2 separate regions of the Sus scrofa genome follow, and region 1 is linked to region 2. The links are chromatin contacts, called in public Hi-C maps. All regions are on one chromosome and are shown on one strand. Each heading gives the region's core, a stretch centred on a gene start, on an enhancer-like site or on the middle of the called end of the contact. The rest is flanking DNA. Distances are from core to core; before and after follow the strand shown.

Region 1 (3,292 bases), core at 660-3,159, 100 kb before region 2:
GCGAACTTCCATATGCCGTGGGTGCGGCCCTAAAAAGACAATCAATCAACCAATCAATGGCAAATGGCTGGACTAGTTGGTCAAAGGCATGGAACAGAGAAGTGGAACTTGGGGAGTTCCCGTCGTGGCTCAGAGGTTAACGAATCTGACTGGTATCCATGAGGATGAGAGTTCGATCCCTGGCTCCGAGCAGCGGGTTAAGGATCCAGCATTGCTATCATCTGTGGTGTATGTCACAGATAAGGTTTAGATCTGGCTTTGCTGTGGCTGTGGTGTAGGCTGGCAGCGAAAGGTCTGATTCAACTCCTAGCCTGGAAACATCCGTATGCTATGGGTTTGGCCCTGAAAAGACAAAAAAAAAAAAGAAAAGAAAAGTAAAGTGGAACATTGGAGATAAGCAGATCTGTGTAAGTGGCATATAGATGGATTAACAGGAGTTAGTGAAAAGTATGCAGATCTTTGTGTCTCACATTTTTGCTCACCATTGACCTCCTACTGCAGATGAGGCTCTCCAGCCAGATGGTCAGATATCCCATCCTGTGGATGTCAGCCCGCCTGTAAACTTAGTTACCCTGCTACTTTGCAAAAGACTCATAAAAGGGTGGCCATGGTGGCAAGGATGGAGGCTATGAATGGACCCAACAACTTGGCATCCCTTTCACCAAGGCTGATCTAACAATGGCCAACAAATAGCCCACCAGCCAGCAGCAGGCAGCAGCATAGCAACATTGGTCAGAGAGAGCAGCCAGCACTGTGGTGGCAGGTCAGTTACATCAGTCCCCTTCCACTTTGGAGAAAGCAATGATTCATTTTCCTGGAATTGTTATGTACTCCAAATATGGATTGTACTTCTAGTTCTGCAAGCAATAATATCTGAAAGTTTAAAGAATACTCAATCTGGAGATCCTGTTGTGGCTCAGCGGGTTAAGGACCTGACATTGTGTTCCTGAAGATTCGGGTTCGATCCCTGGCCTGGCTCAGCGGGTTAAGGATCTGGCATTGCTGCAAGCAACAGTCACAGATACTGCTCAGATCCAGTGTTGCTGTGGCTGTGGTGTAGGCTGGCAGCTACAGCTCTGATTCCACCCCTAGCCTGGGAACTTCCATATGCCTTGGGTGTGGCTCTAAAAAGAAAAAAGAGAGAGAGAAAGGAAGAAAGAAAGAAAGAAAGCGCAATCCATTACCCAGGGCTAGAAGACCCATTTTAATGGCAAATTAAATGTGTGGCAATGGCCTCTGAACGTGGGCGTCACCGGTCTTACCATATACCCATCACCCAGAAGCAGCCAGCCTGAGAGAACAATGGAATGGAGTGATTTCATTTCCACAAGCTTTAATCTCCTCTGCAAAATAGGTCTGTACACAAATGACGGTAGTCACAAGACTTGTGGGATTGGATCTCTTTCCAGGCCCTTGTATGCAGCAAGTGCTCAATAAATGCAGGCATGATTATTACTTTGTTTTTTCAGGGACGCACCCATGGAATATGGAAGTTCTCAGGCTAGGAGTTGGATTGGAGCTGCAGCTGTTGGCCTACACCATAGCTCATGGCAACGCTGGCTACTTAACCCACTTAGCGAGGCCAGGGATCAAACCTGCAACCTCATGGTTCCTAGTCGCATTTGTTTCCACTGAGACACAATGGAAACTCTTGTGGGCATTATTATTAATTGACTCGAATTGTGAAAGACCTTGTGCCCCAAGAGGTGCTGGTGGTCTGGCTTCACTAAGCCCTGCAGGGCTGTGGACCCCACCCTAATGTGACCTGCTTTGAATACTCTTAGCTGTTTGGAAAGTCACTGGCTTGAATTATACTGTCTGGCCACTAAGCAGCTCAGCAGAGATATTGTCACTGAGCAGAGCTGTAGGGAGGAGACAAGACACTGTAGAACCCTGGAAATGGAAACTGAAACTGGAAACTTGACAGCAATTGGCCACTTGGGGAGGAGAGTTACAGCAGTGGGAAGGATTATAAAAATCCAGCCTGAGAGCCGTTATCTCACTGCTACTGCCATCTATCAGCAGGCTCCAGGCAAGAAGATTTCTTTTCTGCTCTCTTCAAGGTAAACCCAGAAGCTATAAGGTGTGGGTGTCAGGCTGCCTGCCTGTGAGCCTCAGGCCATGAGGGCCAGGATGCCCATTCCTCAGGGAGGCTACACCATTGAGTCCCCTTTAGTGTCCTGGACTAAGACTGGTCTGAGGGCATGGGTTGGTGGGCTTTTAGGGGTTGGGATGCTAAGCTGCAGGAGCTATGAGACTTCGCTTATAGGTGCCATGTCAACAGTATATGGCCTTAATCCTGTCCCTTTGACTCCTCATCTGTGAAATAAGGATCAAGCTACTTTACCTGCCCAAGGGACTGGATGATCTCTGAAAGCCCTTTATCCTAGGATCTACTGTGACAGTGAGTTTATCTTTGAGGATAGATGACAGGATCTGAAGTAAACCTCCAAAGTGTGGGTCTGGGCATCAGTCAATTATGGCTTTAAATCCTGATTCTGCTACAGCTGGGCAGGCCTGGGAGTGTTACTTTTCTGAGTTTGAGTTTCCTTATGTATAATACGTGGTTGAGAATAACGGCACCCGAGTTCCCGCCGTGGCACAATGGTTAACGAATCCTACTAGGAACCATGAGGTTGCAGGTTTGATCCCTGGCCTTGCTCAGTGGGTTAGGGATCCAGCATTGCCGTGAGCTGTGGTGTAGGTTGCAGACGCGGCTCCGATCCCAAGTTGCTGTGGCTCTGGCGTAGGCTGGCGGCTACAGCTCTGATTCGACCCCTAGCCTGGAACCTCCATATACCGTGGGAGCGGCCCAAGAAAATGGCAAAAGACAAAAAAAAAAAAAAAAAAGAATAACGGCACCTACTTCATGGGGTTGTTATGGGTATACATAACTTTGTGCCAGAAAGTGCTAAGTAAGTACTCAACATAGGGGAAATTGTTGGGGGTTTTGTTGTTGTTTGTTTTTAATTCAAGGAAAAAGCATTAAGCAGACAAAGATCACATTAGAGTTGGGGGGGATATGTGTTCTCCTATTTTGTAGTGTCATGGAAATAGCATAGGTTTTGGATTCTGACAGACCTGAGATGTGTCTAGGCTGCACAATTTGCTCTGTGACCTTGGGCTAGCTCCTTTACCCTCCTTTCTTTCTGAAAAACGAATATGAGATCAGTGTTTGGTGCCTGTAAATATTCAATGCATTGTAAGAATAAGTCTATCAGGAGTTCCCTGGTGATTCAGTGGGTTAAGGATCTGGCATTGCCACTGCTGTGGTTTGAGTCACTTCTGTGGT
Region 2 (3,355 bases), core at 485-2,984:
CCTACCCGTGCAAAGTACTGCCTGGGGTCTCAAGAGACAGGCTCGCACTCCCCGGGGAATTGAGGTTGGCACCAATTTCCTCATGTGCAAGAGTAGACCCCATCTAGGATGGCCTCCCAGTCCCTCTGCCTGGCTCATCCGGTACCCAGGCTTATGTCAAGATGCTGTTTTTGCTTCCACAGATGGGAGCTTGCCTGCCTGTCTACCCATCGGCCTGGACCCCAGAGCCCGCCCAGCTGAGTGCTTGCAGAGGGCCCCGGGTTCGGGGCAACTCTCAGGCCACCGAAGAGACCACCCTGGAATCATTGGCGAAGACAGACCTTTCCTGCTGAGCCGGGCTTGTCTACACAGCCTGCTCAGGTAACAGTGTCTAGGGAAGCCGGGTCTGTACCTGGCCCCCCCAGTGGTGGGGGTCAGGGGTACTTCCCTCCCCGTCCCAGCAGGGATTTCCCCCTCCCAGCTTAGGCTAAAAAGAGGTCCTCCAGAATCAAACTATAGTCATCCACCTTACTCCCCATCATCCAGAAAGGTGAGGCCCGCGGATATACAGCAAGTTTCCCAGAGTTCTGCCTCCTAGTACGGCGACTCGTCCCTGCACCTGGAGGGCCTGAAAGAGTTGGGAAGGGAACGGGGTTGTGACAGTGACCAGAACTCAGGGCAGAGGTGGAAACCAGAATGCCTGCTGTGTGAAGCTGAACCCCTCTCAGGGTTCTAGAGTCTGCAGAAGCAGAGAGCTGGGAGGCCAGGGCGAGGTGCTGAGAGGACATGGGTGGCTCGGGTAAGCTAGGCTGCCCTCCTGGGATGAGGTGGGATGGGGGCGGGGGCAGGACCCACCTCCCCACTCTAGGCCCAGATTAGCCCACCCAGGTTCAAGAGCCGCAGAGACCAGGTGGGGCTGCCCTGCCCTGCAGAGGCAACTCCCTGAACTGACACATGAAGCCTCGGGCTCCAGGAAGCTCCCTTAGAGCCAGCCTGCCTGGGGACCCCACCCAACTTCCAAAAGAGCATTCCTGGGGCCTGAGGTCTCGGGGTGGGGCCTCCTGGGATCCTAAGGGTGGGGAGGTTCAGCCAGGGGAGGATGCCAGGTGTACCGACCATAAACGTACAGGGCATCTCATGTGCAAGAACTCCGGCTTCTGTGCAAGCCAGCATGTATAGGACTCTGTCCTTAGGTGTGCTTGCTTCTGTACACAAGAGTTATGTAAGTGGACTGGGCTGGGGGACATTCCGAGACTGTGTGTGCGGTTCATTGGAGTGAGCACGCAGGATTCAGTGTGCCCTGGGCAGGTTATGGGAAGACTGGAGTGTTGTGTATGCTGCACTGGATGGCGTGTGTGTGTGTGTGTGTGTGTGTGTGTGTGTATGTGTGTGTGTGTGTAGGGTGCTGGTGTACACTGGTGAGGTGTGTAGACAAGAATCTGAACACACTGGGGTGTTGTGTGAGTACACGGGAGTGGGGTGGGGTGGGGTGTTTACACAGATATCCTTCCGAGTGTCACTAGGGCAGTGAGTGTTCAGGGTTCCGGCTGCACTCTGGGGGTGGCGTGTGCACGTGGCTCCGTTTGTGCTTTGGAGGTGGGCTGGACAAGCCTTCAGCTGAGCTGGGCTCAGCAGTGCCCAGCCTTGTGGCCAAATTGCTGAAGTCACTTCCTTTCCAGCAGCAACTTTCCAGGAGGAGGAGTTCTTCAGACCTGGGCAGGGAGGGGGGGGGCGGAACAGGGAGCTCTCAGGGGAAAGAGGTGGGCGGTGGTGAGAGGCTGTGGGGAGGGCCTGGTGGGGCTGGAGGAGGGGAGTCCTCCGGGACACAGAAGGAAAGACAAGGACGGGAGTCTGCAAGGGCCAAGGGCAGGAGGGGATGGGGGCGGAGCAGGGCGGGAAGCACAGTCCCTGGGTGACCTCGGAGGGAGGAAGGGAGGGCCTCCCGGCAGGGTGACCCTTGGGTTCAGCCAGAGCTGGCAGTAGTGCCCACACACCTGGCATCCAGGGCAGGGGGCTGGCAGGGGGCGGGTCTAGGGCCGACCTGCTTGCCAGGTGCCCTGCTCTGGGCAGGAAGCGGGTGGGCAAGGGCTGCACAAAGGAGCTCTGTGTGGCTGGGGGTAGGGTGGGGTGGGGTGTGCAGTGCTGTGGGGGGTGGGGTGGGCTGTCCTGATGGCTCCCCGGGGGCGGAGCAGGTCTTGCTCCCCTTGGGGGCATCAGTGGCTATAAGGGGACACCTAGTGGTGAGGGAGAGTAGTGCATTGGATGACCTAGGCGGGAGGGGGTAGATTAGAAGTCAAAAATTAGAACTGGTGGTTGGGACTAGGGCAGTTGGAGGAAGCTTGCAGGGGAGGGGGCGAGTCTCTGGACAGTGAAGGAGAGATTGGTTTAGAGGAGCCTAATAAGCCGAACTTCAGACTCTGGCTCTTCCCTGTTATGGCTGATTTTCTTAAGGGCATTACTTAACCTCTCTGAGCCTTCATTTAAATGCCAGATAAGTGGCAGCTGCCATTATTACTTTCATTGTTGTTATTTTTCTTTATGATTTTGGCCTGGAGTCAAGTTGGAAGATCTTCAGGTACAATTGGGTGGGTGGGAAGGGGCAGAAGAGAAGGAAACTGAGAGGAGTGATGTATCATTCTTGTGGGGGCAGGTCCTGGGAGATAGAGGCCCCCCGAAAGGGAGATGATGGGGGAGGTTTCACAGCAGCCATAATAGCCCCTTCGGTGCAGAGTTTTCCATTTGAGGACATCCCTGGGCCTTCAGTCCTGGCTGGGAGGGAAATGGTGTGTGTGTGGGGGGGGAGTATGCAGGCTGGAGAGAGGGTCATGAGGCCGGAAGTGAGAGCTGGGGCTGGCAGCCTGGCTCCCCTGGGGAGGCTGTGGGTGGGGGAGGGGGAGCTGGCTGGGGAAGGGGTGGGGTGGTCACAGCCGCAGCGGGGAGGGTGGGGCTGGGGACTCAAGGATGTGGGCTGGCCCTTCCCGGCACTGTGCACAGCAGGTTGGGGCCCCCAGCCCCCTCCCAGCCGGCTGGTGTCCCCATAGGCAGGCTCAGGCACACTGACCCAGAAGCAGACAGACGGACAGAAGAACCTTTTTAGCTTGGTTCGAAGACGTAGGATAGAGGGTGCCCTTGGGAGGGGTCCAAGAAAATGGCTGCCTGGGTGTGGTGGGGAGGGGAGCCAGCTGCTTCCCTCAGATGCTAGAGGCTGCAGGAGAGAGAGCAGCAGACAGAGTCAGGAGGCCTGGCAGGACGACATGCCCAAAGGTCTCCACGGGTGGGTGGAACAGAAGCAACCACTGGAGAGGTTTCTGTCTTCTGCCAAGATCACACCCTCGGGCCCCAAGTGGGAGGTCTCCAGAGCGGGGAGGGTTGGTGA

What was found. Hi-C and Micro-C count contacts between places; a contact is called where the count stands out from the background.
Region 1: a contact with region 2 is called in a Hi-C map of skeletal muscle, with 5 times the contacts expected there. The contact joins the promoter of IFI6 here to the enhancer-like site in region 2. A contact is called at or near these places in 15 of 47 Hi-C or Micro-C datasets (blood, brain, embryonic fibroblasts and 9 more) and 1 of 2 datasets of contacts at active chromatin or transcription factors (alveolar macrophages).

What each region holds. Positions count from the first base shown.
Region 1 is chr6:84,856,689-84,859,980 of Sscrofa11.1, reverse strand. It overlaps IFI6 (interferon alpha-inducible protein 6), which reads left to right and starts at 1,909. Exons shown (of 5, transcript XM_021095660.1): 1 at 1,909-2,063.
Region 2 is chr6:84,754,715-84,758,069 of Sscrofa11.1, reverse strand. It overlaps AHDC1 (AT-hook DNA-binding motif-containing protein 1), which reads left to right. Exons shown (of 7, transcript XM_021095642.1): 2 at 183-360. Among named protein-coding and RNA genes, the nearest start is that of AHDC1, 18 kb to the left of the region's middle. Within about 2 kb of position 1,734, at least 40 of the 83 cell types and tissues checked have an H3K27ac peak or open chromatin away from gene starts, as enhancers often do. A contact at or near this core is called in alveolar macrophages, liver, retroperitoneal adipose tissue and 2 more, where this site is marked.